Linked DNA regions of Rattus norvegicus: region 1 is linked to region 2. The links are chromatin contacts, called in public Hi-C maps. All regions are on one chromosome and are shown on one strand. The core of a region is the stretch at or near the end of the contact, and the rest is flanking DNA. Distances in the headings are between cores, read along the strand shown.

Region 1 (4,859 bases), core at 2,018-4,517, 120 kb after region 2:
AATGGCACTGTAAAAACTTAATGTTCGGGAGATGTTCCTAAAACAGACATTCCTAACCAACACATTTGTCTTTATCAGACTTGTTTTCTCAGGGGACTTTATAACTTTCTACTGTGTAACTGTGCTTCATGTAAAATACAGTTAACAAATGAGTGGTGGGGGGGTGTGGAGAGATGGTTCAGGGTTAAGAGCTCTAAATGCTCTTCCAGGGGACCTGGGTTCAATTCCCAGCACCTACGTGGCAGCTCACAACTGTCTGCAAATCCCAGAGGATCCAAACACATGCAGGATGTCCAGACGACACACTGTAGAACAGAACACCCATTCACATAAAAGAAAAGGTTAAAAAAGTTAAATAGTGAAAAATAGCCATATTTTTCTTCAGACAACTGACACTGGTTTCTAGAAGACACAGCATTGCAAAAGACCCATTTCAACAAATGTCCCAAATACATAAATCTAGAGAGGCAGAAACTCACATGGCTTTGGGCTAGGGTGGGCGGAGGACTGGCAGGTGATTCGGGAAGGATGTTGGGTTTATTTTCAAGGTGATGAAAATGTTCTAAAATGGATTGTGATGATGAGTGCTCGGTGAAGGGAACCATATGCTTTAAATGGATGGTTTATGCATCAATAAAGCTGTTACTCGAAGAGTGAAAAAGAAAATCATCTAGCCTCTCTATGCACAAGCTTCGTTGAGGTTTCCTGCATCCAACAGTATTTACATCTTTATGGCTTTTGGTGAATATTTTGCCGAGTTGTTTGACATAAGGATTAAGCCAATTAAAGTGTAACCAGGGGTATATAAGAGACCTCATTTAATTATAAACTGTTTTTTTGAAGATTATTATTGCCAGTTTCAGTTGCTTTACCTTTTACCTGTGATCACCATCTACGTCCAAGGAATTTGTTTAGGAGGGCTAAGGACAAGTAGGGCTGGGAAACACTGGGAGGCTCTAGGTTGGGTGCAGATGCTCACTCAGAGACCCTTTCCTGAGGCTAGCGCTCAGTGACACCTTTCTATCCACATAGAACCTCTTTAAATATATATTTAATTTTAAATTATGTGTACCTGTGTGCATGGGAGCTATGCACCTGTATAGTGCAGGTCCCAGTGGAGTCCAGAAGAGGGCGCCAGATCAGATTACTAGGAGCTGGAGGTGTGCATCACCATGAGCCACTCCAACTTGGGTTCTATACTTGCTCTTAACTACTGAGTCATCTCTCCACCTCCCACATATAAATATAAATATTCCTCTCCTCCCTCTCCCTCTCCTTCCCCCCCCCCCAGTACATTTTGTGGTGTTACAATGTTACAGGGATTGAATCCAAGCCCTTTCAGTTAGGCACACAGACTACTGCTGAGGTCTTACCCAGACTTCCTTAAGCAGAAATGCTTCCTTGGTGCCACCAGAGTTGTGCCACTTTAAGTTATGCAGAAAGTCCATATTCCTGATACTATTATCCAGAAAAATAGTACGTCGGTCATATTTAAAAAAAAAAAAAAAAAAGAACGTGTAACAAAACGGAAAAGGACTAGATAGGGTAGGGAATGCAGGCGTACATAGAACCTTCCTGAAAACCCTCTGGTGCTTCCTACTCCCTACTGTGTCCTATGGAATCTTCTCTGACCTCAGCTTTCTCCCCCTGAAGTCTGAGAGGCAGGGATGCTTCGTAGACTTTCTATATGCTGCTTCCTGTCCTTGCATTTTTCTTTGCCCAGAGATTTCAAGTTTCATTTAAATGTTACTTCTTCAGAGAAACGTTTACTGATAGCCCAGAGCGGGCTAAAGGTGTTTCCACAGCAGTCCTCAATTTCCCATCTTAATCCTTCTGCTACTAGCACTTGGTTATGGGGCCAGAAATCAAACACTGAGATTCACAAATAGAGATGCCATAAAACAAACTATACAAGATCTGTGCCATCCAGGACCTCATATTTTAGGGAGGGGATGGCTGTATATTAAAATAGTCTTTTAGGTAATTTTATACAGCGACTAGTAGCACTTGAGTAATTCTGTGCTTGACTTGCAAACTCCATGAAGGTAGGAGCCTTTTGTTTTTGTTTTCTTGTTTTAATATTCATTTTATTGTAAGTACACCGTTGCTGTTGGTTGTGAGCCATCATGTAGTTGCTAGGAATTGAACTCAGGACCTCTGAACGAGCAGTCGATGCTCTTAACTGCTGAGCCCTCTCTCCAGTCTTTTTTTTTTTTTTCTTTTTAATATTTATTAAGCAGGAGCCTTTTGTCTTCAAGCTAATTCCAGCTTTGTAAGAGCCTGATCTGTATTTTTTTTCCCCAATGATGTAAACTGATACTTGACTAGGTAAATGGTTAACTTCCAGGTTTCCCCTTCTTCCCGAAGTTATCTGCATTCTTTTCATGACTAGAGCCATTATAAGATAAGCAAAATTTACCATCTGGAGTAAAAAGAACTCCAAGTAAATAAAACACACTTAGTCGCATTCATTAAGGACCTAGTGATAAAACAAGACCCTGAAATACTAGACATACTGGCTGATGACTAGAATTCCATTGGCGCACAGCCAAGCCAAGTCAGTAGTCTAATCCACTGTTTTTAAAAGTGGCCTTAAGCACCCAGGATATGATCCCCTTAATTTTCTGATTTCCAAAGTGCTTTAGTCTCCCATCACCCACAGGATGGTAAAAAGACACAGGTCCATACTCATAATAGGAGCGGGAGGGACAACATCATTTTATGTAAGGTCAACAAAGAATGAGATATTTACACAAAAGATCACCATCTACGTCCAAGAAATTCGTTTAGGAGGGCTAAGGACAAGTAGGGTAGGGAAACACTAGGAGACTCTAGGTTGGGTGCAGGCGCTCACCCAGTAAGCCTTCCCTGAGGCTAGCGCTCAGCGGCGCCTTTCTTTCCAGAGGCGCATGCGCAGCACACTCTCCGGCCACTGCACGCCTCCTCGGCTAACCAAGCCTCTTACGTCACCGAGAGGACGGAGAGGGGTTCCTCCGCGCATCCGAGGAAAAGGAGTCCGCGCACCTTTCCTTCTCCCTGTCCACACAAAACGCACTTTCCCCATTCACCCAAGTTCCAGAGCCTTCCCCAGATCTTCTCCCAAAACTCGTCTTTGTTCAAACTCTCTTACGCGTCCACAGGACACCGAAGATTGCGGGAAGGAGAACACTGACGTTGTTTACAGACGCGCGCGGCTGAGATCAGTCCGCGAGGGCGGGGCTAGGAGGCCAGCGCTTTTCTTGCTCGCCCCTCCCTCCCCAGCCTTCCCCCGCGAGCGGACGCGCTAGCGCCTCTGTCTCGCTTTTTCTTATTTTCTCCCCCTTCCCCCTTCCTTTTCTTTTCTTTTTTCCCCTTCCCCCCTTTCACCATTTCCCCTCGGAGGCGCTTCCCTCGGGCAGGGGCAGAGCCGGCCTCACCCCGCGCCTCTCCCCGGCCCCCGCCGCCCTATGGCGAGAGGGCGCCCCCTCCTCACCCGGGCACCAGCGGCAGCGGTCGGAGGAGCGGGACCGGCGGCGGCGGCCTCCGGCCCAGGGTCATCATGGAATTAGTTCGCTGAGTGACCCTTCGGCCGCAGCCGTGCGTCCCGCCCGAGTGCCCGCGCCCGCCGGCCCGGTTTGCCCTCTTCTCCCTCCTCAGTCGGCCCGGCCCTAGTCCCGCGCGCCCCGCCGCCGCGCGCTGAGGATCATGAGGTGGTAACGGGCCCCCGGATGACCCCGCGTCACCACTGTGAGGCCTACAGCTCTGCCGGGGAGGAGGAGGAGGAGGAAGAGGAGGAGAAGGTGAGGGCGGGGGCGCGACGCGGTCGCCGTGCGCGCTGCCGGAGTGGGAGCTCGCGGGGGCGCGCGCCGTTCCCCCGAGGACGGGTCCCTTGGCGGTCCTTTCCTGGGCACCTCAGGGACGCCCCCCTTGCCGTCTCTGGCAATGCTGGGTGGGTTTCCTTTCCCCAAGTAACTTGTAGCCACAGCCAGTGACCGTCGGGGGTGCCAGTTCCAGGCTGTGGGAGCCAGTGCTAATAAAGAAGGGGACACACCCCCACTCAGAGGCCACGGATCCCGCGTGGCCACCAAAGATAATTTACCCGGCAAAGCATTGTGAATGTCAAGCCAATAGCCTCCCTCCCCCCCACACCGGGCGCGGTAATTGCGGGTGGGTAACGTTACCCAGGGCTTGGGCGGGTGGAGGAAACTAGAGAAGTGAAGGAACTGAATTGCCTTGTAAAGGACAGAAAAATGCCGAATTTTGCAAGAAGAGCTAAATGCTCCCTGCTGAGTTACCTGCTCTGCTGCAGATCATTTTGGCAGAAGTTGAACATTGTAGTAAACTAGTGGAAGGTGTGAGGTAAATAGTTCAACGAGGTGGATGGATCAACTGAAGATCTTAGAATAGCAAAGTAAAATACTTAGGTTTCACCCTGTCAGTGAAGAGCCATTGAACATGTGAACAGCGGCCTCGTATACCTAGAGACTTTAAGGACAGGTAGGGCTATATGGTAGGACCCTGTCTTAAAAGGGGTTGGGGGTCTAGGTTAAAAGCCAAGAGTATTTGTTTATTCTGGTCATGCAATTCTTAAAAATTAAGAGTATTCAACCTACCTGTATGTTTGTTCATCCTTTAAATGGCTTTAGTAATACCACTGTCATAGGGTTAAACGAGGATTGCCTAGGCTAATAGGAACAATAGCTAGCCAAATAGCAAAGCATTGAGGGCTATTAGTTGATAAGCACCTGATAAGTGTAAGCTGTGATTTGGGGGGGGCATAATGCTAAATTTTGGAAACTGTTGGTGGTAAAGATATGGTTAGTTAAGAAACAGATCTAGCAATGGTCATGACGGTAATGAAATGCAAAGGCAGGGTCGTG
Region 2 (4,804 bases), core at 1,006-3,505:
TGACCCTGAGCAGACTCTTACAGGGAGTTATACACCTTGCAAACAATTGGGGCAGAATTAAAACAATTTGGGCAGAATTTGCACAATGGTAACTAGGCAGGGTGCTATGCACATTTGGTGGAGCGAAACAACTTTTAGATCAACTCAGTGTAGGTTTGTGTAACAGTTCGGCTTGCAGCTGTTCCAGGAACTAAAGCAGCTTTTTTTTTTCTTCCTGGAAGGGAGGGTCCCTTGTGTTTGGAGGTTTGTGGTGGAATTTTCCCACTGACCTTAGATTGACCCCAAACTCTGGCTCTTTCAACTATGCATGTGAGATTCAGGCAGCCAGAGAAACCCAGATCAGAAAGGTTAGATTGACATTTGGGCTGATGATTGCCTTGTTGGATTTATAGTGACCCAGGCAACTCTCCACAGTCTTTGCTTTTATAGCACTGGGGTTGGTGTTAGTCAGGATTCTATACAAAGAGAATGAAAAATAAAGGACTATGTGGTTTGAATAAAAATGGTCTCCCATAAACTCATATATTTGAATATCTATAGGGAGTGGCACTATTAGGCCTTTTTGGATGAAGTGTGTCACGGTGGAGGAGGGTTTGAGGGTTTTGAGGTCTCATAAATGCTCGTTAGGCCCAGCGTGAGCTAGCCTTCTGGTCAAGATGTAGAAATCTCAGTACCTCTAGCACTATGTCTACTTACCACCATGCTTCCTTCCATGAAGACAATGGACTGTAAGCCAGCTCCAATTGGTTTTCCTTTATAAGAGTTGCCATGGTCATGGTAACACTTCACAGCAATGAAACCCTAAGACAGACTATGTCACATAAACCTTCTAAATACTAATAGCTTTGACTTCGATGGAAGTGTCAGACCTGGACCCCAAATCAAGTAAGAAAAGGACAAACTAAAGTCATATTGAACCCAGAAAGAAAAGCTTGGAAGAAATGACCCCTGAGTTAACTAAGTTCCACAATGAAGGGGAGAAGCCCTACTGGGTGGATGGCTCTGCCACACTAATCCACGTGTACCATAAATTGCTTCCTGTTCAATAACCCCAATCTCTCTATTCTCTTTGGATATGCACATAAAGGACCAACCATAATCTTCCCAGTCTCAAAGTTACAACAGAACCCCAAACCCAGCAAATGGCAACATAGGTAGGTATTCAGGAGACCAGATCAAGGGTAATAGGCCTGTTAAACTTTCTTTTTCTAGAAAGGAGGAAAAGGCCCTTCCCTTCTGACAGCTATATGAAATCTCAGAAAATAATATAAGATGTGATTTAAGAAGGAGGAGGTTGGAAGAGTTTTCTAAGGTACATCAGCTCATTATCTTGGCCTAGGTAGGCTTGTCGGAATCTGTATTTTGTCTATCACCTACTGTGGGCCCAGAAAGGTGTACAATTGGGGGTGCCAGTCTAAAGCAAGACTGAGAACAGATGCATCCAAACCCTGAAAATCCTGTCCTGAGACCAGCAGGAATAGGACTGTTTCGTCATTGCTCTGACTGCATTCCCAGGGTATGTAACCCTTCTGACCCACATCGCCACCACTTGAGATAGTCACATAACCTGGTGGCCAAAGTACAACTTAAAGGTCCTCTCTCCCTACAAGGACATATCCAGAAAGCACCTAGAATTTCTCTTCATGCTAATAAAGCACTCCCAGCACCTCAACCTCAGCCTAATGATGAACACTCACACAGAAAACCCCCACCCACTCTCCAAGGTTGATACAACCCTGTTCACCCCCAATAACAAGAGCTGATACACTGAAAACCATCTTCACTGAAGGTTATTTCTCCTGCACTCACACCAACGTAGTTCATTCCTTCCTCTCTAGCCCAGTGCACTATGTGCCTGGATACACTGAAGGCAGATTCAGACACCAGCAACAACCTCACTTTTGGGATGGAGAAAGGGTGGTGGATAAATGGCCTTTTATGTCTTTCAAGGAGAGCTCAGACATGATTTTTTTTTCTTTAAGATTAGCCCAAATTTTCCAGTTCTGCGTTTTTTTCAAATGGGAAATTACTCTCAGATGGACAAGATAGGAGTATAGTTATGGCTAAGTACTGATGCCAGAGACTAGAAACAAGTCCAGAGAATAGAACTAAGGCAGGGCAAAGACCATGGCAGGAAGCCTTGTCTCCTATCTGCAGTTTCATCAATTAGAGCTTTAAGTACATCTACCAGTAGAGGGCACTTGGAAAACACAGGAAAAAAAGAACACGGCAGACCTGCTATTGGAAAATAGTCTATATCTCGAACTGCAGTGTGGATGTTCCTCAGAAGCATGTCCCAGGGACAAAGGGTCCATTTCTAGTCAGAAAGATAAGGTGATTCTCAATTTGGCAGAGTCAACACAACTGAGTTGTGCTTGTCAGCTGAGCTCTCTTTCAAAACAGGAGATCTCTCAGCCCTCCTTTGCAGGACAAGCGCTTTATCACAGCTGTGCACACCCACATGCCTACTCCTAAGATCTCTTGAAGCCTTTTCAGTGTCCACAGGAGTCTCTACACCACAGTGACTCTTCTCACAGAGTCCACGCTGCTAAGGGGGAGTCATATGACTTCTAATCTCCCAATCCGAAACACCAGAGGTCCGGACAGATTCAGAAAGGAACATCAGGGAGTTGGTGACCGGAGCCTCTTTAGAGATTTCTGCTGCACAGTTGTCAAGTCTAATGATGGAGGATTTGATGAGACCCTGTAAGACCAACAGCAATTAATCAATTCCCCTTACACGGTAATTTACTAGCTCAGGTTTGGTTTATAATCTAGAAGACAAAGGGAAACAAGTTATAAGAAGAAGCAAAGTTAGCTTCAGAAACTCTACATTTATTAGATTACTGAATGACTGTCTGCCTCCCTCCCTCCTCTCTTCTGAGGTATTCGGCAGCTAAGAGAATTGAATTCCAGGCTGGTGGTGAGTTTAGTGCCTTGAACCATCCAAAGACTATCAGCCAAGCTCTAGTTTTCAAGGGTCAGGACAGCAGATAACTAGACTCATCGGGGTTGTGGTTCATCAGAGAGACAATGAGAGCTGCAAAGTGGTGACTGGGACAAAGGAAAAGGGCATAAAGGTAAGAGCTGATGAGATTACAATCAAGTCAAATGATCAATAGATGGTCTGAAGACAACAGTCTTAATAGAAGTGAAGGCTGAAACAATCAGAAAGGAGAAGTCAACTGGGCCCTTAGGAAGGCAATGCCCAAGGTATTAACCACATAACAAGAGGAAGAATAAAACCTAAAGCCAATCACATGTGCCAACAGGTCCTATATACTCTAGAGCACTTAACATGCATGTATACTAAAAAATGCCGATGACATCAGGGGAAGAGATTCCACAATGGTTTTCTCTTGTTTTGTAGCAGAACCAGATCCTGGATTCAAATCCCAGGACCTCTTAGTTATCATCTACAAAGGTACTTCAGGTTAGGCAGTTGAGAGGTGTGCCTTATTCCTTAAATACCATCTCAGATGTGAGACACAATAAAGTCCTCAGTGACCTACTCCACCCTATTATGTCTTTATTGGTCATTTAGACTTGTGCAAACACAGGCATGATTCAGCTCGTGACAATCTATGATCTTGCCACACCACACACTTGTGTTCATAGTAAAAACCCTGGTTTCCCAGTTGACGTAAGAGTCAGCATTTATAATAGTCAGATAAGGGCGTCTTGCCCCAGGAAGTGATTGTATCCCTAATACACCTATCTTCCTGCTGAGCAAGGTAAGAGTAATGTCGACCTGACTACAGGTAGGGACATAGCTTCCTGCTACTTGAAAATGATACTTAACCTCTTACTATCACATAGGTAGTTCCAACTAAAGAGGAGCTGTAAAGGCACTTGAATTGGATACAGAGCTTTTTCAAAACAATCCAAAAATGACCATTTTCATAGTTCTTGATAGGAAATTGACTTAACCTGTGGTTCTCCCTTTTTTCCTCTGTGATAGTATCTACATTCTATGATTGTTCTTAACAGATCTTAACAGCCTACCTCTACTGCAGGGACCTCTTTTGGTTCTGTTTTCCACAGCATTCTCCTGGTTCTGCTTTCAAGTTTAGTTTGTGCTCATGTCTAATCGAATTGAACTTGCTGGAAACTTTAGATTCGATGAAAATGCTGATACAGTAAGTGAGAATTCGGATTAAGAGCACATAGGTTCAGCACCTGTGTTCTACTGTTCTTTTTTTCCATACGCATACACTTTATACCCCTGTCTATACTTTTGACATGACCCCGATCTGCTTTTCGTATAATCAGCACCATGGCCTAAAATTTTGGAACCAATTAAAATGCACATAAACTAAAAAGAAAATGTCTATCCCATCTGGAGAACCAGAAGCATCTAGCCTCACATTAGTCTAAAGCAAAGTGGTAAGAACAAAATTAGTAGAGACAAGACCCCTAACCTATAATGACAAGAGACATTGGGAGAAAGTGGAATGAAATCAGGCAAGAATGAAAAGCCAACCACTCTCCCGTCCTCCTTCTTCCTATTTACCTGCCAATCAGTCAGTGGCCCACCCTCCTTCTTCCCATCTGCCTGCCAATCAATCTGTGGCCCATACTCCTTCCTCCCATCTACCTGCCAATCAGTCAGTGGCCCACCCTCCTTCTTCCCATCTGCCTGCCAATCAATCTGTGGCCCATACTCCTTCCTCCCATCTACCTGCCAATCAGTGACATTTCCACCTGTCTCAGGCTCCAAACCTCTCTCAAACCCAGCTCATTTTAAGGCTTTTAAAAAAAAAAATCTAAAGGTTCCAGCAAATTCAATTTGATTAGACATGAG

Evidence for each region. A called contact is a pair of places that touch in the nucleus more often than the background predicts.
Region 1: a Hi-C map of mammary epithelial cells shows a contact between it and region 2, with 2.0 times the contacts expected there. The contact joins the promoter of Ccni here to the enhancer-like site in region 2.

The regions. Positions count from the first base shown.
Region 1 is chr14:15,160,828-15,165,686 of GRCr8, forward strand. Ccni (cyclin I) reads left to right here and starts at 3,268. Exons shown (of 8, transcript NM_001105998.1): 1 at 3,268-3,383; 2 at 3,457-3,779. It also overlaps a transcript of Septin11 not described here.
Region 2 is chr14:15,044,471-15,049,274 of GRCr8, forward strand. No RefSeq gene overlaps it. Among named protein-coding and RNA genes, the nearest start is that of Pramel38l2, 47 kb to the left of the region's middle. Within about 2 kb of position 2,256, at least 1 of the 93 cell types and tissues checked has an H3K27ac peak or open chromatin away from gene starts, as enhancers often do.